2 separate regions of the Sus scrofa genome follow, and region 2 is linked to region 1. A link is a contact called in public Hi-C data. All regions are on one chromosome and are shown on one strand. Each heading gives the region's core, a stretch centred on a gene start, on an enhancer-like site or on the middle of the called end of the contact. The rest is flanking DNA. Distances are from core to core; before and after follow the strand shown.

What was found. Hi-C and Micro-C count contacts between places; a contact is called where the count stands out from the background.
Region 2: a Hi-C map of embryonic fibroblasts shows a contact between it and region 1, with 4 times the contacts expected there. The contact joins the enhancer-like site here to the promoter of RANBP10 in region 1. A contact is called at or near these places in 1 of 5 promoter capture datasets (fetal liver), 3 of 47 Hi-C or Micro-C datasets (embryonic fibroblasts, skeletal muscle and subcutaneous adipose tissue) and 2 of 2 datasets of contacts at active chromatin or transcription factors (alveolar macrophages and skeletal muscle).

What each region holds. Positions count from the first base shown.
Region 1 is chr6:28,423,705-28,429,755 of Sscrofa11.1, forward strand. RANBP10 (ran-binding protein 10) reads right to left here and starts at 4,679. Exons shown (of 14, transcript XM_003355780.5): 1 at 4,409-4,679; 2 at 3,528-3,639. The coding sequence starts at 4,643. It overlaps TSNAXIP1 (translin-associated factor X-interacting protein 1), which reads left to right and starts at 4,827. Exons shown (of 16, transcript XM_021094108.1): 1 at 4,827-5,301. The coding sequence starts at 5,255.
Region 2 is chr6:28,525,666-28,531,542 of Sscrofa11.1, forward strand. All of the region lies in intron 2 of PSKH1 (serine/threonine-protein kinase H1), which reads left to right. Among named protein-coding and RNA genes, the nearest start is that of CTRL, 14 kb to the right of the region's middle. Within about 2 kb of position 3,281, at least 13 of the 83 cell types and tissues checked have an H3K27ac peak or open chromatin away from gene starts, as enhancers often do. A contact at or near this core is called in alveolar macrophages and embryonic fibroblasts, where this site is marked.

The DNA of each region.
Region 1 (6,051 bases), core at 3,429-5,928:
GTCCATGAACTCTGACTGAGCAAGTCGTTTTTCCAGGGACCCTCAGTTTCATGGTCTCCTTGGCTTCCTAACAAGATCAACCCAGACGCTCTTATCTCCTGGCACCACTGGAGGGCTCTGATGTTTCCTCACCCCAACAGATCTGCTCCTGGGGTTCCCAGCTCTGGTGACTCGGCAAAATACAACTGAAGGCTGTCAGTCTCTTTTTTTTTTTTTTTTTTTTTTTTTTGTCTTTTTTGCCATTTCTTGAGCTGCTCCCACAGCATATGGAGGTTCCCAGGCTAGGGATCGAATCGGAGCTGTAGCTGCCGTCCTACACCAGAGCCACAGCAACGCAGGATCCAAGCCGCGTCTGCAATCTACACCACAGCTCACGGCAGCACCAGATCCTTAACCCACTGAGCAAGGCCAGGGATCGAACCTGCAACCTCATGGTTCACTAGTTGGATTCGTTAACCACTGAGCCACGACAGGAACTCTTGAAAGCCATCAGTCTGAGCCTGGCTTGTAGTGCAAACATAACTCCTCCTTCTCCAGCTCTCCCTTATATTTGAGGGGTGCCCAGAAAGCCCAGCACCCAGATGTCAAGCCAGTTACCAACCAAACTCATTTTAGGTCCAACAGGTCTCACCTGCCAGGAAACTCCTACTTATCCTTCAAAGCCGTGCCCAGGCTCTGCCTCCTCCTGCAGAGAGCCTTTCAGTCCACTCTTTACTAAGTAGGCCAGAGGCTAAGAACAAGGCTGGCCTGTGTAGGCTTTACCTCTGTTCTCCCCGCACCTAACATGGGCCTAGCACATAGTAGTATGAATCAATATAACCCTTGAAATGAAATCTTTCTAATTAGACAAGCTTAGTGTGTTCTATGAAAGACAGCTCAGAACAAAGGCCTTTCTGGAAAACAATGACACTGACAACTAGGTTAATAAACACCTTTTACAAAGGAGGCCTGTACTCATATCTACAGAAAAACAAGTTTATAGATTCAATGGGATGGTAAAGTCAATCAAGCCCAGTCCATAGCACGAAACACTTCTCTGGCCCCACTCAGCATCTTTCAGCTCTGTCCCCTAAGAACAGTGTGATCTCCTAAGAATCTAACTGGACATTCCTTCACTCTACCCAGGGAAGGAATGTGATGGGGAAAGGCAGCAGCAGCAACATGGACATAAGTGTCTGAGATGAGGTGAGAGCAACTGATAGGTGAGGCTACTCCACTGCACACCCTAAGCCCTGCAGCCAGGGAAGGTCACCAAACATGCCAGGGGCTCAGGGCTTAGCCACAAAACAGGTGCACCATCATCTGCTCCAGCCACTTTCCAGCAAACTGGTGAGGATCAAACTAGGTAATACAGGAGAGCTACACAACCAGTTAACACCTGGGTCATGGACCAAACCCAAGTCAGAAACTCACCTCCAACATTCACAGGAAACAGGAAACAAGCTGATTACTGTCTTCCCTGGAACCGCCCTTCGCCTCCTGAAAACCACACCTGGCCCATCTAGCTACATCTTAGCCATGAAAAGGCTTTCAGGGCCATAAGCACATACATGGATATTCATACACTTCCCTTCTGACAGTGGTAAACTGAAGCAGGCTACCACAGGCATCCATGACCTGGGACCTTTCTAAAACTGAGGCTTCCAAGTCAACTTAACAGCAATATTTACAACATGTAAATATGCTAGGAAAGTTGGGAGATGCTCAGCTTTCTCTAGATTGGCAGCCAAAACCTGAGTAAGGTAATCTGACAAGACCTTCACAACTAAAATGTTAAAAAAACCAGGTGAAGGAACCCACATCTCTACAAGTAAACACTTCTGAAAAACTGCTCTCCTCTTTCACTAGCTCAGCTGTTATCTATAATTAAGGACTCTAAAGAAGATAATCTATTTGCCTCCCTACAAGTTTAAGAAACCCCCCTCGGTTTCTTTGGTAGTATAAAACCATAGCACCAACATTTCAGTCTGTATCTTTGCAGTGTTTAAGAGGCCATTCTCATTCACACTAGTTTAAGCACATTAAATATATGCACTCTGGGGAGTTCCTGTCATGGCTCAGTGGAAATGAATCAAAGTAGCATCCATGAGGATGCCAGTTCTCATGGTTCAATGCTAGTCCACTGGTTCGAGCCCTGGCCTTGCTCAATGGGTTAAGGATCTGGAATTGCTGTGAGCTGTGGTGTACGTTGCAGACTCGGCTCAGATCTGGCGTTGCTGTGGCTGTGGTATAGGCTAGCAGCCACAGTTCTGATTCAGACCCTAGCCTGGGAACCTCCATATGCCGCAGGTGCAGCCCTAAAAGGAAAGAAAAATAATGCACTTTCATCAGATGGTGGAAATGGAAAAATACAAGCTTTAAAGCCCTTTAATTATACAAGCTTCCTGCAATAAACAGGAATAAAAGTAAAAGACACAATAGCTTGCCATCCTTACAATTTCAGAATCATAGAATTCTGGAACTGAAGGCAGTTTAGCGCTAGCCTAGCCCCCCACAGTACAGACAAAGAGATCTAAGCCCCATGACCTACCCACAACCACACAACTCTCCCAGGCAGGGATGTTAAGGCTTCACTGAGAAAGCAGGCAAAGCTCCAACTGCAGCAGTCCTGCCCCCAGCATCGCCCCCTGGCTGGGCATTTTGCATGCACCACAAGGGGGACAGTCCCAAGGAGAAAGAAAGTATTCTGAACACTCAGGAACACACATTTGGGGTTGGCATGAAGGTCACTGGTGGGGTTAGCAAACTCCCCACACCAGACCTAAGATCTGATGAGGAAAGCTTTCCCAAGGCAGGTGAAATCATGTTATTTCACAACTTAAACACCTGTTTTACAACAATTACCAGGAAAAAAACAGAGAGACTAGGAAAAAAGGAAGAAAAATGACAAATCTCCCCTGTGATGTCCTGTGTCTGCTTAGATCACCCTAAAATAGGGAGCTTCCCTAATGCTGACTTTAATATGGACCTTCCTAAAGCTGGTCCAACTGGTGTTCAAGTCCCGAGACTGAAAAACAAGTTTATGAGTAGCAAGGTCACCTGATTTTGACCATGTGCATGCTGTTTACCCTAAGATGACAGGCCAGTGGCTGCCGCAGCTTTGATGAATGCTGCAAAGACTTTACTACTCCTTTGAAGTCTAAAGGGGCCTCTACATGACTAATAACCATAAAAAGGAACCTTGAATGCAGCAAGAGTGTGAAAGGAGGGAAGTCACAAACACCCCACAATAATGGGGAAACTCCATTCTGGACACTGAATTGTTAATGTAAACTTGGTTCCCTCACCTATGAGGTACCTCATTTCGTCATCACTAAAGAGAAGCCCCTCCTCTACACCAGGTTCCTAACTGCCATCAAAGGCTGCTGCTTAGACCAGGCCATGCCTACAGCCAGGTAACAGAGGCAGCCACTATTAATCCCCTCTGCAGCCCAGACCCATACAGCTCAGCAGCTCACACAAGTCACAAGGGTCAATCAGGAGACCTCAAACTTTGACCAAAAGGAACAGCTCAGTATTGGGCTTACCCATCTCTTCCTTTGCTGACAATCTTCACCTCAAAGTAATAAATGCCACAGGCAGCAGGTATGGGGTGGGTGGCGCGCACTGAGGCTGCATCTTTGTGATTTTTGCCATGACCTAGTAAGAGAGGACAAAGAAATTTCAGCAAAAGGAAATGCAAATGGAAGACTCATTCTTCTCTGCTCCACAGCAACTTCACCCCTCATAGCCAGAGGAAGCCCTTTCCTGGTCCAAGGTGTAATTAGACAACAACTGAGCAAACACACAAACCTCCCACCTCATCCTCAGAACAGTAGCACTGTCTGAGACACTGTCTCCATACAAACCACAGGAGGCATATGCAAGGTGGGTGACAAGTGAGAGATTCCCTCGTGCTGCTGCCAGACTCTCCAGAATACAAGCAGCCAAGCAGCCCACTTAGGAGACTAAGGGAGGAAGAGGCAGCCCTGGAAGATGGCCCCACAACTTTAGCACAGAACCGTAGGCAGTGTCTGAGATGTCCAGCAGGTAAGCAAGCTCATGCACCTCTGGCTAATAGAGAGGATGAGACCACTAATGTCTACAGAGACGTTTAAAGCTAAGCAGTGGTGAAGGGCCCAGGGAGAGTTCCAACTACCACAGGACAGGCAAGAAGGCCTTGGGTGCAATGTCCAACCCAGCACTGGGTTTGGACACCTGTTGAGGTTCTCCTGACATCCGAAGTCTCACGGCAGAGTAGGCTAAGCAGCCAATCCTCGGTCTGGTCAGCCCACCACCCAAACACCCAACAGGAGCTAAGGCCTAATCCGGAGCTTGGGGAAAGGAAGTGATGAAGCAGGGGCTGGACAGCACAGCCACCCTGCTGACGCTCTGGCCTTTTACCCCCCGCGGCCAAACAGGCCGATACCTTTGTAGTGGACGCGGAGGTTGCCCTGGGAGAGGCCGATATAGTTGTACTTGTCCTTGGGGCTCCAGGAGCGCGGCAGCGGCGTCTCATGCTGGTTGACCGCGGGATACAGGCGCTGCAGGCGCCGGCTCAGTTCCTGCTCCCCCGGAGACGGCAGCCCGCCCCCAGCGCCCCCGCCGGAGGAGTCTCCAACCTGCGGGCTCCCAGCTCCCGGATCCGCCGTCGCCGCCGCCATCTTGGAGGGAGCTGCTATTGTGTCACTGGGGGCGGGGAAGAACAGGACTAGATCCGCCCCGCTCAGCCAATGGCCGGAGAGCAAACCCGGGCCGCAGGGAAATCGAGTCCGAGTTAGGTACCTCTCTTTGCATACTGCCACGCCCTGCCATATTTCGGACTTCATTTCCCAGAATGCAGAGCTCTCCATAGGGAGGCTAGCTCGGGCTGGTAAAGAACTTTGGGAGATGTAGTACAAACCGACTCAGTCATAAGCCTGCTTAGCCAAGCTATTAGGACACCAAAAACTACAGTTCCCGCTGGCAACGCGATTCTGGCCTCTCACTTCGCCTCCCTCACCCATGGCCTCTGTTTATCCTCCTGCCTCAATTCTGGTCGCTAGAGTCATATCTGCTGTAGTGACAGACTCTGAGAAGACCCTATTCCCAAGTCTGACCCCATCTTGGCTACTTGGCCTTCCTCCTAGCCCGCGGGCTCTGGGCTGGGGGCAAGACACAACCTTGACCCCGCCCCCGCCGCTGGGCTGCTGGGAACTGGTCGCCATGGCGACGAGCTGTACACTAGCACGGCTTTCCAGTTCGCGAGTGCTGGCTGCACGGCTGCCCTAGGGTCATGGCCTCCTCCAAACCGCAGTGCCCCAGCTTGGCGACCACGTCGAGGTAAGCGCTGGCAGGGCTGAGGGCGGAGAAGAGGGCTTTACTACTTCCAGAAAAAGAAATAAATGGTACCTGATTCGGACCTCTCTCCGTTGGTCTGGGGCTCCAACCGCACAGGATAGGTGATGAAGAAACAGAATCTCAGATGACTCCTCAGCTCAGGGAGGCCGTTACATTCTTGTAAAAGGGCAGGCATACTTTATCATTAGTAACAGCCATCTTGTTTGTATTGAGCGTGCCAAGTTTTTTTGTTTGTTTGTTTGTTTGTGTTTTTTTATCTTTTTAGGGCCGCACCAGCGGCGTATGGAAATAACCAAGCTAGGGGTCGAATGGGAGCTGCAGCTGCCGGCCTATATCACAGCCACAGCAACACTAGATCCGAGCCACGTCTGGGACCTGCACCTCAGGTCAGGACAACACAAGATCCTTAACCCACTGAACAAGGCCAGGGATGGAACCCGCATCCTCACGTATCTTCTGTCCGGTTCTTAATGCGCTGAGCCACAGCCGGAATTGTGCCATGCTCTTTACATAGCACAATTAACCCTCACAACAACTCTATGAATTAGTAATATCACCATTTTACAAATAGAGAAATAGAAGTCTAGAGAGATCATGAGTTTTACACCTGTTTATAAATGACTGAGCTAGGATTCAAACCCAGCCAGGCATGTGTGATTCCTGAAACTGAGCGCTTAGCCACAAGGTTAACAGCCTCTGCACCCACTGGTTTATGACAAAGAAGCATCACTA
Region 2 (5,877 bases), core at 2,031-4,530, 100 kb after region 1:
GGACCGAACCCGCAGCCTCATGGTTCCTAGTCGGATTCGTTAACCACTGCACCACGACGGGAACTCCGTTTTTGTTTTTTTTTTTTTTTTTTTTTTTTTTAATTAAAATATAGTTGAGGAGTTCCTATCATGGCGCAGTGGATACAAATCTGACTAGGAACCATGAGGTTGCAGGTTCGATCCTTGGCCTCACTCAGTGGGTTAAGGATCTGGCATTGCTGTGAGCTGTGGTGTAGTTCGCAGATGCCGTTCAGATCTGGCATTGCTGTGGCTCTGGTGTAGGCCGGCGGCTACAGCTCCGATTAGACCCCTAGCCTGGGAACCTCCATATGCCGCGAGTGCGGCCCTAAAAGGACAAAAGACAATAATAATAATAATAATAATAAAAAAATATAGTTGATTTACAATGTTGTGCCAGTTTCTGCTGCACAGTAGGGCACTTTGTAGCTTTTGGCCCCCATTACCCTTCATTGGAAGCTGAGAGCATCAGTTCCTTGTCCAAGTCAAGTCCCTGGCCGGCACTGAAGGCATCTGTCCGTTATCAGGAGCTCAGCTGATCCCAAGAGCAGATTCTGCCATCATCTGCAGAGAGCTCTGGATTGGGAGGAATTTGTTTGGGGTGTTTTCCTGGATGAGGAGGCCTCATCATTAGATCAGGCTCTCTGAGCTGGAGACCAGGCACCTGCCTATGTTCTGCTGGTCATTGCCTACCAGTAAGTGCACTGGCGAAGATGAAGACGTGAAGGCCTGTTCCCTATCCCCATGAAGCTTGAGGTTGTTGGGAGAAAGGACTGGGAATAGGAAATGGCCACAGAATGAATCCTCGTTGGTTGGCAGGCACATGCTGCCTCAGGCCTGGGCGGTCCGAACATGGGCCATGGGGCTCCGGTTAGGTGGCTGGACTGGCCCCCCTTCTTAGGGCTGGGCCCTGCCCCTATCCTTACCCAGCCAACTGTCTGCTGCCATGTGACAGTCATTTGCTCTTATGAAGGCCATCTAAGTGAGCAGGGCCCTGGAATTCCCATTGTGGCTCAGCAGGTTAAGAACATGACTAGTGGAGTTCCTGTCATGGCTCAGTGGTAGCGATGCTGACTAGTATCCATGAGGACCAAGGTTTGATCACTGGCCTCGCTCAGTGGGTTAAAGGATCTGGCGTTGCTGTAGGCTGTGGTGTAGGTCACAAACGAGGTTCAGATCCCATTGCTGTGGCTGTGGCCTAGGCTGGCGGCTGTAGCTCCAATTTAAAGCCTAGCCTGGGAACTTCCATGTGCAGTAGGTGCGGCCCTAAAAAGACCGGGTGGGGTAGGTTGGGGGAATGAGCAAAGCTGTTCCAGAAAACCTGTCTAAGAAAGCATGCCATTTTGAGGGGGCTTCTTGTGCAAATGAAGGATCCCCCACTTTGAGCTCAGCAAGGCTTGTAGGTATAGGCTCCTCACCTGACAGTAACTACTAAGTGCTGTAGCTCTCGATGCCTTTCTAATAGGCACCCTGCCCCTTTATAGTGGTCTCTCTTGTACACCAGGCCCTAGCCAGTGTGCTTGTTCCCCAAGGGCTCTGCCCATGCAACCCTCTGTCAGGCTCAGTGGTTTCTGTGGACTTGAATAGAAGGCTTCCTGCAGGAAGTGGGCCTTGAGAGGAGAGAAACTCAGAGAAGGGCACATTGCTGACTGTGCTCCAGAGTCAACAGGAGATTGGGAGTAATAGAGCAGAGATTGACAAGGCTTGGCCAGGCCTGGTGTTTGTTGCTGGAAGCTCTGTAGTTAGTGCCAGGGATTATTTGGGGATTCAGTGTGTTAGGTGACAGGGAGCCCTCTGGGTTCTTGATGGTGAAGGGCAAGTATAGCAGGAAGTGTTGTGGGAGACCAGCAGGAGGAAGACCGACTGGAGGCTTTTGGAGTGGTCCTCATTTGTGATGGGGGAGCCTGGTGTCCTGGGGATATTTGGAGCAGATCTGGGATTCCAGAGAGTGGGCTCCACATGGTACATGTGAGCCATAGTTTAGGAAGAGTAGAAGTGGGGGACAGAACCTTCCTGCAGCTGTGCAGTAGGAGCGTCAGCTTATAAGGCAGAATGAGAGAGTACCCCAGGCTGCCCTCTGACCCAGGGAGTGTGTAGAGTCCTGCCTTGACGTCTGCACATGGGGCCCGGCAGTTGAAGGAAGCACACAGGTGGAGCCTCCTTCAGCACCTGCCCCACGATGCTGACACTCTAGATACTCTAGCCTCAGCCCAGGCCCCGTGCTCCACCCCATTGTCTACACACCATGGGCCCAAGATGTTTGTTCCTTTCACTCCCTACACTATGCTTTTGCTCAGGATTTTCCTTCTCCCAATGTCAGCCTTAGAAATTTGACCAGCTCTCAATCATCGAATTCAAAGACTGCTTCCATTAAGAATAGTACTGACCGCTCCCGTTGTGTGGTCTGCTGAGTACCAGACACAGGTCTGAGGGTCCTACACCCAACATGTCTAATCTCTGTAGTAATCTCACCAAGGGATGTAATCGCCTCATTTTACAGATGAGTAAACTGAGGCTAGTGAGGTTAAGTAACTTCACAGAAGGTGGCAGCCTGGGATTTGAATCTAGGCATCTTGGCTTCAGAGTTCTTGGCCTTTGCATGCCCACAGTCTTCTCTGACACACATGCTTCAGCCTTCCTTGTTTTGGTGCTTTCCCAGGCTGTTGTCTGTGGACATCTCTCTTCTTCCCAGCCTGTAAGGTTCTTGAGGACAAGATGTACATCAATATATATGCTCCCAATACTTTCGCCTGCTTCTCCCAGGGAAGCACTAGTGGTTGCTGGTGATGCCCTAGGCAAGGACCCAGAAATGACTAGCTGTCAGGCACAGTGGGATGCTCCTGCTGGCTGGGAGTGTTTTCTTCTAGGGCTAGACTCCAGGAAGAAGTGGAGAGCTTACCCGTGATGCACTTAGGGGGCTGTTGGCCAGACCTGCTTAGAAGCAAAGGTAGGAGTCTTGAAAGAGGAGAGAATCCTGGGAAGGAGAAGGCTGTGACAGTTGATTTTGAGAGGAGAATGTGAGTTTTTACCCAGTGCCCAGAGGTGCGGGAGTAGAGGGGGCCAAGCTGAGGTCATATTGGAAGGGATAGGGAGATATATGTTGGCCAGATGTGAGGAAGGCCTTTGTGATTTTGAGAGCAGCTTGAGGCTACAAAGAAAGAGTCACCTTGAAAGAGGGAGCTTCCTGTTATAGGAGGCCCTAGGAGGGCTGGAGCAGCTGCTTCTAAAGGGAGTGACACAGAAGATGAGTCACCATCTGTAGACCGCACTAGAAGACTGTTATGGTCCCGCCAACTTGGAGATTCTGTGATTCATTTGACATGAAATGTGACGTTGTGGGCCTAATGTCATTGCTTTTGTCAAGAGTTCTATTCCTAGAGGCAGGACGGATGAAGAGGTTCTTATGGAGTTGATGACAGAGCGATGTCATCAGCCGCTTTGCTGTCTGCCGCATTTAGCAGCCTTTAATTGTCACCCTCCTCTGCTTGGACAGTCTCTGAGCTGTGGGTGGGCCCAGGTGACTGCACTAGGAACACGTGGGCTTGGGCAAAGGTTCTTACAAAACCTTGTTTAGGAGAGTGAGTGCTGCCTGGCAGAGGACAGAATCTTGGTGGGAGAGGAAGCCCACCTGCAGGGCCAATCTGCCACTTCCTAGGGAATTGTATTGGTGGCAAGTTGCTTTTTAGGGGTGAGTTCCTGGGCTGCAGCCAGACCATCCTTCTATTTGGGCCCAGGGGGCAGTGAGCTACACCATCCGGTACTTCTGGTAGCCCTGCAGTAGGATGAGAGCCCAGAGCCAGAACTGACATTTCCATTTCCATCCCAGCTCTTTCCCCCTTCTTTTTTTTTTTCCTAGGGCCGAACCCGCAGCAATATGGAGGTTCCCAGGCTAGGGGTCTAATCAGAGCTACAGCTGCCAGCCTACGCCAGAGCCACAGCAACACCAGATCTGAGCCTCGTCTGCGACTTACACCACAGCTTATGGCAATGCTGGATCCTTAACCCTCTGATGGAGGCCAGGGATCAAACCCAGAACCTCATGTTCCTAGTCAGATTCGTTTCTGCTGTGCCACGATGGGAACTCCTCTTTCCTCTTTTTTTTTTTTTTTTTTGGTCTTTTTCTAGGGCTGCACCTGAGCTGAGGCATATGGAGGTTCCCAGGCTAGGGGTCTAATTGGAGCCATGGCTGCCGGCCTACGCCAGAGCCCACAGATATGCCAGATCCAAGTCACGTCTGTGACCTACACCACAGATCATGGCAAAGCCAGATCCTTAACCCACAGAGCAAGGCCAGGGATCGAACCCACAACCTCATGGTTCCTAGTCAGATTCGTTAAACACTGAGCCACGACGGGAACTCCCTCTTTCCTCCTTCTTAAAGTGACTCTAACACTTGCTATATTCTGACCTGGGATGCTGTTGATAACATGAGGTGCATAGCCTGTGGTGTGTCCTGGTGCTCTCCAGGTGAAGGGGGCCACTGCCTGTGGGGGCTGCTTGTGCAGCCTGGTTCATATGCTCTGACAAGGAGCTGTTGGGTGAGCAGGGATAGGACCTTGCCCCAGAGCCATGGGGAGACTGCCTGGAGATGTGGGAGAGCTGGAACCTGGACGTGTGCAGTCAGAAGAGCGAAATACAAGGAGGCAGGTGACATATTTCTGGGCTTGTGCTTGAATTCAGCTGGATTCCTTTAATTGCTTCATGTTCCCACCTCTGGTGTGACTGGGGGCCGTAGCAGACCTTCAGCTCACCACTCTTCTCTTGCTGTCCTCTGCAGCAAGTCAGAGGCTGGTCCTCCCATGGCAGTCTCAATGGCTGACAGCACAAGAAAACACAAATGATTTAGAATTCTTTGCTGTGAGGTATACCTGAGCCCTTCCTCCTTGCCTGGTTGCTGGTGGCTGCTGGGTGTCCAGTGCGGGATGATGCCGCTGGATCTTTGCGAGGATCCCAGTAGGGTGAGCAGAGGCCCCCTTACTTGTCCAGGAGGGATTCCTCTGGAGGGGCCATCCCTACCTCACCAAAGCTCCTGGTTCACAGTAGGTGTTCAACAGATACATCTCCTTTCCTTACTGCGGGAGCAGATGTCCTCAGTTCATATCCCTGACTGGACCCTGGGAGATGGCATGGTTTGGTCCACTGGGTGTGGGCACTGGCCGCTTCCTGGACCCTTTGGTCAGAGACCTCTTGGAGGAAGGTAAGGGTGGCTCTCATCTTGTGGGGGCAGGAGGCTGGCCCTGAGTGGAGAGGGGCAGCAGCTCCCTCATCTGCCACCCCTGGGCTACACTTGGCTCCCTGGAGCCTTGTCCTTTAGCCATCCCTCTGCTGTTGTTGCCCTGGTTACACACTTACCTCCTGTGGTGGCAGAAACAGATGCTCCCCACATTGTATTCAGCCATTTTTGCCAGAATGCCTTGCTCTGACCACCTGTGGCATCTTGTTAACCCAGGATCAGAGCCTCTTTTCATCATTGCTCTTTCCCACCCCCTGCTGAGGCCTCTCCAACAAAGAGGTGTATTGTGGGTTGTATTCTGAGCAGCTCCCAGAGCCCCATCCATCCCCTCCCTCTCCCGATCTTTCCATTGTCTCTCTCCACTTGGATAGCTCTGCCCTTTCACGGGCCTTACTGCTTCTAGGCCCTTGAGTTCCTCTGGGAGCTGCCAGGGCTGTTGTTGCTCCCACATTTTTTTTTTTTTTTTTTTGTCTTTTTGTTTTTTGTGTTGTTGTTGTTGTTGCTATTTCTTGGGCCGCTCCTGCGGCATATGGAGGTTCCCAGGCTAGGGGTTGAATCGGAGCTGTAGCCACCGGCCTACGCCAGAGCCACAGCAACGCGGGATCCGAGCCACGTCTGCAACCTAC